Regions from separate parts of the Mus musculus genome. Here all the other regions are linked to region 2. A link is a contact called in public HiChIP or PLAC-seq and promoter capture Hi-C data. All regions are on one chromosome and are shown on one strand. Each heading gives the region's core, a stretch centred on a gene start, on an enhancer-like site or on the middle of the called end of the contact. The rest is flanking DNA. Distances are from core to core; before and after follow the strand shown.

Region 1 (3,510 bases), core at 297-2,796, 460 kb before region 2:
AAGGACTGCGCGCCGCCGCCGCCCCCACTGCCCCCGCCACCCCCGGCTCCGCCGCCGCTCCCACCACCCCCAGCCGAGCCCCCGGGCGCCGCGGATCCCGCGCCTATGATGTTCTCGATGCTGAACGACGGCCGCGCACTGGGCTCGGACTTGATGAGCGACGTGGTGCCCGCCGCGCCCGCCGTGCCCGCGGCTGCCGCGGCGGCGCCCAGGGTGTTGAGCTGTAGCTGCAGGCTCGGACCGAGCTGCGAGCCGAAGGCGGCCGCTTTGCGGCCCAGCTCGCCCGAGGGCAGCAGGGGCACTGCGGGCGGCAGCACGGGAGCCACGGGTGGTAGCGCGTACGGGTACTGGAGCGCCGCAGCAGCCGCGGCCGCCGCCGCCGCCGCGGGGTGCGAGTAGGCGCCCGCAGCCGCCGCGGGGTGCAGGCCGTAGGGGCGGCCGTAGGGTCCTGCGCCCGCCGCCGCCGCCAGGCTGTAGGCTCCGAAGCTCTGCATCATCAGCGCCGTCTGCTCGCGCAGGTGCTCCTGCTGGTGGCGCTTGAAGCGCTTCCGGCGCCGCAGGAAGCTGCCGTTGTCGAACATGTCCTCGGACTGGGGGTCCAGGGTCCAGTAGTTGCCCTTGCCCGGGTTGCCCGGCTCGCGGGGGATCTTGACGAAGCAGTCGTTGAGCGACAGGTTGTGGCGGATGCTGTTCTGCCAGGCGGGGAACTTCTCCCGGTAGTACGGAAAACGGTTGCTGATGAACTCGCAGATGCCGCTCAGGGTCAGCTTCTTCTGCGGGCTCTGCAGGATGGCCATGGTGATGAGCGCGATGTAAGAGTAGGGTGGCTTCACCAGGCTGTTCTTGGGCTTGTTCGGGGTCAGACCTCCCGTCGCCCCGCTGCCCGCGCCGGGCCCACCGCCGCCTGTCACCGCGTCCTCGCCGCCCTTGCAGCCGTCGGCCTCCGGAGCTCCCGTGTCGTTCCCCGGCCCGGTCGCCTCGGTGGGCAGTGCCAGGGCTTGCGGTTGAGACTGGCCGTGATGAGCGCTCACCGGTGGCCCTTCGTCCGCCTCGTCCAGGCGCAGGTCCGGAGGCCCCGCGGGGCTGTCGCACCCGGCGTCGCTGTCCTTCTCCTCCAGCCCGTCGTCGCCCTCGCCCACCACATCGATGTCCACGTCCTCGGCCGTCAGCACCGTCTGGCCGGACATATCGCTGGCGCTGCCGCTGCCGGAGAGGGTCATCCCTCCGCGGGGTTGGTGGCGGCGGCCAGGAGCGAGCAGAGAGCGAGGGGGGCCGCGAGGGGCGGCCGCGGAGCTCAGGCAAAGGAGGTGTGAGTGTCCCCCGAAAGAAAGCCGGGGGGGGGGGAGAGGGCACAGGTAGCTCGGGGCCCTGTCGGGTCAGCTCACACGAGGAGGCCTGGCATCGCGCGGTGCGGGCGCTGCGCTCCGCAGCCGCGCTCCGCGAACTCTTGCGGTCCTCGACGCTTCTCTACGAGGAGACAGCTACTGCTCGCGACCCCGGAGGTTTCTCCACGCCGCACCCCCTCACTTCACCAGCCTTCCTCGACCTCTGGTTTGGGCGTGGGGTTCAGGAGCGGTCCAGGCAAGCGCGGGACGCCGGGCTCCAAGCAGCTCTGGAGGGCGCGGGCATGGGCGACCGCGGGGTTGGGGGTTGGGGGGGTGGTGACAGGGAAGCCAAGCCTGGGTAGTCGAAAGTCCCGTTTTAAGGACTGGCCTGATAGATTACTTTCTACTTAAAGATCCAGAGGGAGGCGGGGCCACGTGACCGCGCGTGACGTCAGGGCCGCCGTGGAGCTGGCCAAACTCAAGTTGGTTCAGGGAATTGTCAACAAAGGGACGACAGAAGCGCAACTCCTCACCGACTAGGCGCTAGCATCCCGCAGGCCCCGAAAGCTCTTCGGGCTGTTGGGAGACCCCTGCCCACGCTGGAGCCGGGTGTGGGGTTCAGGGAGGGCGTGAGAGTGGGTGGGTGGGGGTGGAGAGGGCGTGGGCCTAAGAGTGTCCTCCGGACTGTAGGGCTTCTTACCACCCTGCCCTCTCCGCCCCCTGCATTTTTCTTACTACCCTGCCCTCCCCTCTTTGCTAATATTATATAGACCAACTGGCAATGCAGAACAAGGTTGTGATTTAAAAAAAAAAAAAAAAAGAAAAGAAAAGAAAAAAACTTACTATTTTGATTTGCTTTGGGGTTTTGTTTTCGATTCAAGGATTAAAGGAACACATCCGGCTTCCTTTTGCTAATTAGGCCTCAGACCCCCTCCTGTTTCAGGGCTATTCCAGAGAAAAGACATCTGCTGATGTGCCTCGCATCACCCCCAAATCTAACTACTCAAGTCTTACCCTAGCTTTCCGGGCACGACGCAGGAATATATATATATATATATATATATATATATATATATATATATTCGCAACGGTCACAACACCATCAGCTGGGGTTTCCCGAGGTCAGAGAATAGCTATCGATTAACCTATTAGGATAGTTGCAGAGAAATAAAAAGGACGTAAAATAGCAGGGAACCTATAAACAAAGACGTCATAACTGGCTGTTGGAGTTGTTAAACGACTTAGCACAGAAAAAGTCGGAAATGAGCTGGAAACGGAGCAGGCATTGGCAGCGGTCTTGGGTAAGTGGAGAGGATTGGGGAAGAGGCTTTGGGCCTTGTTATTAGACGTGGCGCACCGACTGGGGGGGGTTGGAAAACTGGGGGGAGCTGGCGTATACTTCCGAGTGGAGGGCACGACCTCCAAGGAACCACAGTGTCCCAGGGCGTGCTGGCGGGAGTGGGCTCACCTCTGCTGCTAACTAATGTGGGTTATCTCTTAAAGTGTGAATAAACTATCCAAGACTTAACTTCTGTAGAAATCTGCGCCAAAGAAGAGGCGAGGATGTGTCCAGCGCACGTGAAGTACAAGGAATGTCAGCTCTGGTAGGAGAGACTGGGAAATCCCAGAGATGCTGGGGTGGGGACTTTAAAGTGACCCAGGGTCAGCGCCTGCTGTTGCTGAGGTGAGTGGACTCGGTACGTCCGTCCGAGGGGAACTGGTGTTCCCAGCCCGGAGTGGTTTGAGATGACCTTGGTCGCCCTGACCAACCCCACCCCCCTCGCTTTTAGGCCGCTTCTTTGTCAGAGGAGAGCACTTACCGATTTGAGCCTTCTTGAAACCCGATTAATTTGTGTGCTGAAGGCCTAGGGGAAGGATCTATGAACCCCAGGTTATAAGAGAATGAGAGGAGGAAGTCAGGGAGGAAACAATTTCTGTATTGTTTATAGGAAACAGCGAAAAAGTTAGGTACTTCCAGGTTGCCAGTGTGCCTCTGATTCTGTATCGTCACCTAGAGCCATTTTTCCTAGTTACATCAAATTAATAAAATATCTTAATATGCAAAATTGCATTTTTACAGGCATTAGGACACCACAGGTTGACGATTATCCCATTACACAACTCTCCCATCAATACCAGTAGCTCTTTGCGTATGGATTTCAATGCTGCTCCGAGTTGGGCGGCT
Region 2 (3,788 bases), core at 260-2,759:
ACCCTCTTCTGACTTCAGGGGGCAGCAGGCATACCCATGATGAACAGACATATGTGTAGAAAAACACCCACATAACAAAATATTCTTTTTAAAATATATGTGCATCCCCTTTTATAGAAAAAGCATCAATTAAGGGGGCCTCTAAACTCATTTTACTAATGTAGACAATCCCTCACATTGCCCAGTTTTTAACTTCAGTTCTCAAATTCTTATGGCAGGTGAACCAGTTAATTAGCTTCAGACACTAGACTAATTAGAACTCTTCCCTAGTTGGAAAAATAAAAGCTTTATCATTTGAAACTCCGAAAATACATTTCAAAACCTTTCCAATCCCTCTGGGCACTTCCAAAGACTCATAATCTAATTAAAAGCCACAAGCAGCAGGCAGGAAAGATCACTCCTTTGTGTCTATCTGCTATCAACTGACACAAAATCAATTCCAAACTCCCAAGGGAATGTAAGGTCAGAAAAGGTAAACAAACAGAAGGAAATCTTCACCTAAGTAATTCAAAGATTAAAAAGCTATAAAATAATACAGTCTTAGCCCCGAGGTCGCAATGAACCTCGTGTGGAAAAGTAATCAATAAAGATAACAAAAATATACGACAAAAACCCTAAGAAAATAAACTCAAGCAGAGTTATGCTGAGCTGACCCAGTGATGTCGGGTCATCGCACGGAAGATTGTAGTCTGAGTTTCCAACTTCAATAACCCTCAGATGTGGGTGGGCATGTGAGAATGAGCAAAAGCCGGTCTATGAAGTCAGCGTTATTAGCACAGCCAGGGTATATAATGCTACAGATTGCGGTTTCAAACAACGAAAGGGGCAACGGGGCTACAGACGGACAGATTGAGATCTAACATTTCCCACACATACACTCTTTTTGTTTTAAATGAAGAGAAACAAGGAAGAGTCAATGGGATACGGCGGCTAGGGAGAAAACCTTTCCTGGTCAAGAAGGGTAGAACAGCCGGCCACTGGAAGGCTTACAGTTCAAAGGGCGAGGAGGAGTCGTCAGAAGATAACCCTCAGGAGGAAGCAGAATCGAGAGAGGCTCCAAAACCCTCCAGGAACCCAGACGGTTGGCCACGGGTCTGCACCAAGGGCAGGGCCGCCCCCAGAACCGGCCATTCGTAGACTACAAACACCAAGCTCCAACCTTCTCCACTCCGCCAGCCTCGAGCCGACCCCTCGGCGACACGGGACTGGATAACTGTACAGCCGCGCAGGAGTCCCCACACCAGACGCGCGTCGGCTCCAGCAGCCGCTCCGAACAGCGCGTACGCACCGCAGGACGTGCGGCCCGCGGCCCCGCGCGGCCACCGTAGCACAGCACACCGAAGCCTCCGCAGGCCGCGGTCCTGCAGGAAGCCCTGTCGGAGACCCTAAGCTCCCGGGCTGCAAGCTCAGAGCCTAGAGCAGTTCATTTGTGAGGGGCAGGCCCAAGTTAGATTTACAGCTGTCCCTCGTAACTGTAACTACTGGACTTCAGCTACTACCCGCCACGCACGGTGAGCGTCTGCGGTTTCGGGACTACAAGATCCAGCATGCACAGAGCTCTGGGTCCTTAAAACCAAGCCCACTTGGATTAAAAGACTAACAGTCTGTCTACTCCAAGGCAAGCTGTGGTATGGGGTATTGATTACATCCTGGTGGAGCATTCAGTTTTCACATTCAGATTCATGTTAAGAATTACAGTACAGGACCTGCCTTTAAAAAAAAAATCGGGAGAGATATACTAAATGATGTCAACATGTAATTCTACTAATATATTGTTTTCAGTAACGCAGACTGTTGGAGCAATACATAAGAAATAAGAGCAGAAACTACAAGGGGGAAAAAAATCAACAATCTCTGCTACCAGACAGTTAAACAGTTAAACATCGAGAGAATGAACGCCTTCTGGAATACAAAATATGTTCTTTGAATTTTAACTGTTTCACGATTAGAATTGAGTGGCGTTTTATTTGAAGATAGGGACTTGCAATACAGCCAGACTGACCCAGAACTCATTATCTTCTCTCAATCCCCTAGTGTTGGAATAAGAGATCTGTGCTAGGACGCTGGGAAAGTTATTTCATGTTAGTCTCATGAAAACAGTTGCCTAGAATTAATTACTAGAGCAATTTATTCACCAGTCACATGGGCCGGACAGGGGTATAACAAGACAACAAGAGGGTCATTTATTAGCATAGATAACAAGGTATCTGCTCCTTTGTCTGCTTGGATAGTTTGTTTCATATTTTGAAATGCAGAACACTTTCTGATGACTTGGAGAGGAGATAGCACAGATCTCACAAGCTGTCCTTCTCATAACTTCTATAAGGACTTGTATGAGGGTTCTCTAAGAAGCAGAACTGATAAGAGGAGTGTATATTAGACTTGCTTACAGGATGTGGTCCAGGTAGTTCAACAATGGCTGTCTCACACTGAAAAGGCCAAGACTCTGGTAATTGGTCCATGAGGCTACAGGTCTCAGAAATCCCATTCTGGCACTTGGATCCTGGAAGATTCCTGGAGCACTGTCTTCATTTCAATTCCAAAGAAATTGGATTTAGTACTGGCAGCAACTGGACAAATAAACTTGCCAGCAAAGGTGGGGCAAATGGATGTAGAACAGTTTCCTTCCTTTTTTTTATTTGGACTGCTACCAAAAAAATGTGGTCTAAATTTAGAGTGGGTCTTTCTTCTTCAAATAATCTGATTAAGAAAACTCCTCACTACAGTACCCAGCAGCTTTGGTCTGAATTAATTCTAGATGTAGTCAAACTGACCACCGAGATTTACCATCACACATGTGCTACCAGAATGGCTGTATTTTAATTTTTTGTCATACTATATTAACAAACCATGAGAACCGAGGCTTGGATTTATATGCTAACTATAGAAAAGTATGGTATATTATATGTATACCACAAGCAGAGGCTTTCTGCAGATTTATGGTAAAACAAACTTTTTAATTGGTTAGAAAAGGAAACGGTAATGCCTTACATTTTTACAGTCTCACAAGGGAGTCACAGAGGGACTTTCTATTCTCTAACACTGGCAAGGAATCCACTACCATATAAACCCCTTTCCGACTCCAGTGTGCTAAATTATGCAGTACAAGCAAGTAAATATTTAAAATCTATGATCATGGAAAAGAGTCTGCTGCTTTTCATACTCATGCACCAAACTGGAATTGCAGTGGGAGAGAACATTTCCAGTAGTGACTGGGTGGGAATGCTGATGAACTATAGTTAGGGGGAATGGGATTCACTGGTGTTTGTGGTAAATAAACACTAAGTTACAGTGATATTAAGGAAGCTTTTGAAATATGCTTCATTTCTGGTAGACATGGTTCTAAAGCAGTTTTAATGTTCAATTGTGTAAAGGAAGAGGGGTTTAAAAGTACATAATTTATGTAACAGACTGCTTTTTAGAGATTCTTAGAGCTGCAGCTCCCAGCAGTAGTCTTGCCTGTAAATGTGTCTTTGTCTACTTCAGCCACTTGCCATATACATAAGAGTCAAAACTGGACAGACTGCTCATTTCAACAGATTAGGGACAAAGCACTTATTAGCTGTTCCTGGAGCAGGGGTAGAGTTGATAATTAGGAGATAATTAGGAGAAATGTCAAGGGGAAAGGGCAGAGAAGAGAGCTTCCGCTTTTACAAAGTTAAAAAAAGTGTATATAAACTTGACTGCGCAATCAAACATTTGTTAAATTGTAACCCTTTATTAGCTGATCTACCTTCTAAAAGGCAAGAACTGCCTTTTGAACCTTTCTGTCCCTCAGGTCCTAAACA
Region 3 (3,954 bases), core at 803-3,302, 350 kb after region 2:
CTCAGGTACTACTCAAACATATCACTGAAAACACTGGATAGGCAGGTTACAGTAAATTGGGTAAATCTTTGCTCTAGGTTTTATTTAGATGCTATTTGATGACTATCTTAGCTTTTCGATCACTAAAAGTTAGTGGTTTATTAATTAATTCATTCTGAAAGGATTTACTCAGTAGTCACAAGATACTGTGTCAGACACAGAAACAAGCAACTAATGGCTATTACCTAGGCTAATGGTAGCTCAAGCTAACTGGCACTGGATCTACAACGTTGTAACTCTCACAAATACAAAGTTTCAACTGGCCAATCAACCATGCAGAGTCTTTACCACAAGTGTGGCTCTTTTTCTGAAAACTTCAGTTTCTAGGTTGTTTTTTGTTTTTTTTGTCTTTTTTTCCAGGGGTTGGGGGGAGAGCATTGTTTGTTTTGTAAAATCTGTAGCATATATATTCTAGATCCAATTTATAAAAATATGAACCAGGTACCCAGCTTGGGGTCTGGGGGGAAAGCTGTGACAGTGCCTCTTGTTGGTGATTGGGGTGAAGCCCTGGCTGTGATGTGAATTGCTGTGGGTGGTTTCTGAAGAGCCAACACTTAGTGTTTGCTCTATTGGAAAGAGGACAAAGGGATATTGTCAAATTGAGCTGTCAGGGCTGCTGATGAACTTGGACCAGTTTCTGTCATTGCAGAAAGTGGGAGCAAAGGAGAGATGTTGGATCTGGGGCATGTGACCATCTCAGTGGCACTTCAGGTACCTGGAACAAACCCTACCTGCTGCTGGAGATGATGCTGACAGCCAGGTTTCAGGTTGGCCATCACGTACCTCCTCCACCAGAGCAGCAGGCAGAGGCTGTTGGGAGCAGCAGTTCCCTCAGTGTGGTCAGGGCACAGCCTGTCCTGAGAGCCTTGGCAGTGACATCATAGGCAACTGTTCTCCAGACTACTTCCTGGGCAATCATCAGCCATTAGGAGCCAGAGCAAGCAAATGGGCTTCCTATGTGGCATCTGGTGGCCCCAGTGCACAGATTCTGTAGGACTGCTCAAGGTTGCTCAGTGGGAGTACAAGTGACTTCAAGGCTCTTGTGGAAATATCCTTGGTTTAAATTAACTATAAACAAAATGCCAGACGAGTGGTGGTGGGGTCTAGCATCTTCACATGTTTTTCAATTGAGGTTCTTTCCTCTCAGATAACTGAAAGGTTTTCTGTTTGTTTCTGTCTTTGAGGTTTCATAAATAATTGAGAGAGAGAGAGAGAGAGAGAGAGAGAGAGAGAGAGAGAGAGAGAGAAGACATCTTTAGTGTTTTAATAAGGAACATTGAATCTGTAGATTGCTCTGGTTGTATGGACAGTCTAGCTATCAGTGCTGGCCACCCTAACCCAGGAACTCATGTCTTTCCAATTGCTTATGATGGCTTCTTTTCAATTAAGCTTTTTTTTGGGTTTTGGTTTTTTTTTTTTTTTTTTTTTTTTTTTTTGGTTTTTTGAGACAGGGTTTCTCTCTGTATAGCCCTGGCTGTCCTGGGGCTCACTTATTAAGCTTTTCACTAGAGAAACTTTATCTCGTTCATCATACCTTGATATTTTGTAGATATTGTAGATGGTGTTGCTTTCTTGACTTTTGTTTGGGTTGATACACTATCAGCACTTGATAGCCATGCTGATAATTGTACTTCATAACTTTGCCAATGTTCTAATAATATTGCTTTAATGGAGTCTCTGGGGTTCTTCTCCATGCACAGTCATGTTGTAGAGGGCACAAGGTCCTTGTTCTCACAGATAAACACTAGGGCAGTGAGTCTCAACTTTCCTCATGCTTCAATCCTTTAATACAGTTTCTCATGTGGTAATGACTGCCATCCACAAAATGATTTCATTGCTACTTCATAGCTTTAATTTTGCTACTGTTATGAATCATAATGTAAATGTTTGAAATGCTCGATACTTGCTATGTAACCCCTTCTGTGTGAACACCTACAGGTTGACAAACCCTGCACTATGGGAGCCAGGAATGTTAAACATGCAAGGTTATCTCCTCAGAAGAATGGATGCATTTCTGTTTTCCGCCTGGAAAGGTGGGAGTGGACATAGTTACCATCCTGGTGACCTGTGCTATCTATAGGGTCAGACCACACCCGAATCCCTCGGGCTATTATGTTTGTCCCAGACTCCCCCATCCCCATCCCCCAGGACTTTATCTTTAGCATTGTTTCTCTGTCAATAGAATCCATCTCTAGGGAACTTGTTCCAAGTACTTTGTAGCATGATGACCTCTGTGATGACCTAGAGACCCCACCAGGCTCTTAGGCCATAGAACCCCTCCCTATGGAAGAGGTCATGTTTACTTTCCAATAGAGTTCTGATACAGTCACGTCTTAAGCTTTATTCTGATTATTGTCACTGGGGAAAACTTTTCTTTTCCAAGGTTGAACTAAATTTAAATCTGTCTAAAAAGAATTGCCTGGTGTCAGACTCTAGAAGTTTGAACCAACACTGCCTGAGTCATGTTGGAATTCTTACTCTTTTCCTCTCAGGCAGATTCCAGCCCTTCCTGGTGTGTTGGCTGTTGGCTTGTCACATATGGCTTCTGTTATGTAAAGTTTATCCTTTCTTTCCTTTTAAAATTTGTTGGGTTTTTAGACAGGGTGTCGTTAGTTGGCCGGGCTGGCCTGAAACTCAAGATATAGATCAACCTGGCTTCAAACTCACCATCCTCCTCCCTCGGTGTCATTGATGATGAGAATACCATCATTGCAGTGATAAAGAATTTTCTTCCTGTCTCTAATTTGTTCACATTTTAGTGATGAAAGGAAGCTGGATTTTATCTAATAACATTCATTTTATCTAATAACATTCATGTATCCATCAGGACAGTCCTGGGTTTCTCTTCTCCATTTATTCAGCTGGTGTATGGTCTCCTAGAAATGAAGCTCTTCTACAGAAGTCCAGACAGCAAGAAAGCCATGGGTTCTAACGTCACAAAACCCATCTGCCACTCATCCTGCTTTTTGAAGTTGTTTTTTTATTACTTGTAATTATATGTATATGGAGGAAGGGCAGTGTGTGCACATGAGTGTAGGTGCCCCTGAAGACCCCAAGGAAATGGGGTCTCTGCAGCTGAAGTCCCACGTGTCTGTGAGCTGCCCAATGTGCATGCTTGGGTCCTCAAAAGCAATACACATTCTGACCACTGAGCCATCTCTCTATCCACCCCGCCCCCAAGCCACTCAGTTTTATGCAGTTGTTGGCTAAGTGCTTAACCCTTTGAAGTGGGGATAAGAATGTGTACATCTGTGAGAAACTACTGCTTAACAGACACAGTTTTGATTCAGGTTGTAAAACGTTCAGGAAATGGGTATTTGTGTCAATGAATACCTTCAGGGTATAATTGGTGCCACTGAAGTGGACACTTACAAATGGTTTAGAGAACTTCCCATCACACAGGTTTGTCATTTTTCTGTGTGTGCTTCATACATCCTTACGGAAGAACTAAGCAATAAAACCCACAAGGAGGATTAAAATGAGAACCCCCATAAAAGGGTGGCCTGGGGTGGGTGACTGCGGTCGGAAGACAGTCATTCCATTTTTCAGGAACGCCTTGGGTCCTATAACCAGAATCTTTTGTGGTCTCTTGGCAAGAGACAGACCTCACAGAGAAAAGCCTGACTCGCAGAATTAGCAATGCGGAGGCTCTCAGGGCTTCAGGCAGATGGATATTGCTTATGTTTGCAACTCTCAAACTTGTAAATGGAGCTGGGTTAGACCCAGTTCGCTCCATCTGGTCAGCACTGGTTATCGCACCCAGCCAGCCAGCACTTAGTGAGCAGCTGTGCAGTCATTAGGGGGGGAGGGGGCGTTAAGGAATGTTTTATTTGTACCTTCAGACAAAGGTCAGGTTGTGCATCACGGTCGGCTAGTGGAACTGCTTCTCACCCTCCCCTTCCTGCCCCACCTCAC

Evidence for each region. Promoter capture Hi-C pulls out the DNA fragments that hold promoters and counts their contacts. HiChIP or PLAC-seq counts read pairs in DNA pulled down with a chosen protein or histone mark.
Region 1: an H3K4me3 HiChIP or PLAC-seq map of forebrain shows a contact between it and region 2, with 4 times the contacts expected there. The contact joins the promoter of Foxd3 here to the promoter of Atg4c in region 2. A contact is called at or near these places in 2 of 39 promoter capture datasets (the 3T3-L1 cell line and second pharyngeal arch cranial neural crest), 1 of 484 Hi-C or Micro-C datasets (embryonic stem cells), 7 of 115 datasets of contacts at active chromatin or transcription factors (astrocytes, embryonic midbrain, embryonic stem cells and 4 more) and 1 of 9 other capture datasets (adipose tissue).
Region 3: a promoter capture Hi-C map of trophoblast stem cells shows a contact between it and region 2, with 2.1 times the contacts expected there. The contact joins the enhancer-like site here to the promoter of Atg4c in region 2. A contact is called at or near these places in 3 of 39 promoter capture datasets (the C10 cell line, stem cell-derived epiblast-like cells and trophoblast stem cells) and 2 of 115 datasets of contacts at active chromatin or transcription factors (bone marrow-derived macrophages and embryonic stem cells).

What each region holds. Positions count from the first base shown.
Region 1 is chr4:99,654,335-99,657,844 of GRCm38.p6, reverse strand. Foxd3 (forkhead box D3) reads right to left here and starts at 1,546. Exons shown (of 1, transcript NM_010425.3): 1 at 1-1,546. The coding sequence starts at 1,220.
Region 2 is chr4:99,191,655-99,195,442 of GRCm38.p6, reverse strand. Atg4c (autophagy related 4C, cysteine peptidase) reads right to left here and starts at 1,509. Exons shown (of 11, transcript NM_175029.3): 1 at 991-1,509.
Region 3 is chr4:98,845,884-98,849,837 of GRCm38.p6, reverse strand. No RefSeq gene overlaps it. Among named protein-coding and RNA genes, the nearest start is that of I0C0044D17Rik, 24 kb to the right of the region's middle. Within about 2 kb of position 2,052, at least 22 of the 459 cell types and tissues checked have an H3K27ac peak or open chromatin away from gene starts, as enhancers often do. A contact at or near this core is called in embryonic stem cells and trophoblast stem cells, where this site is marked.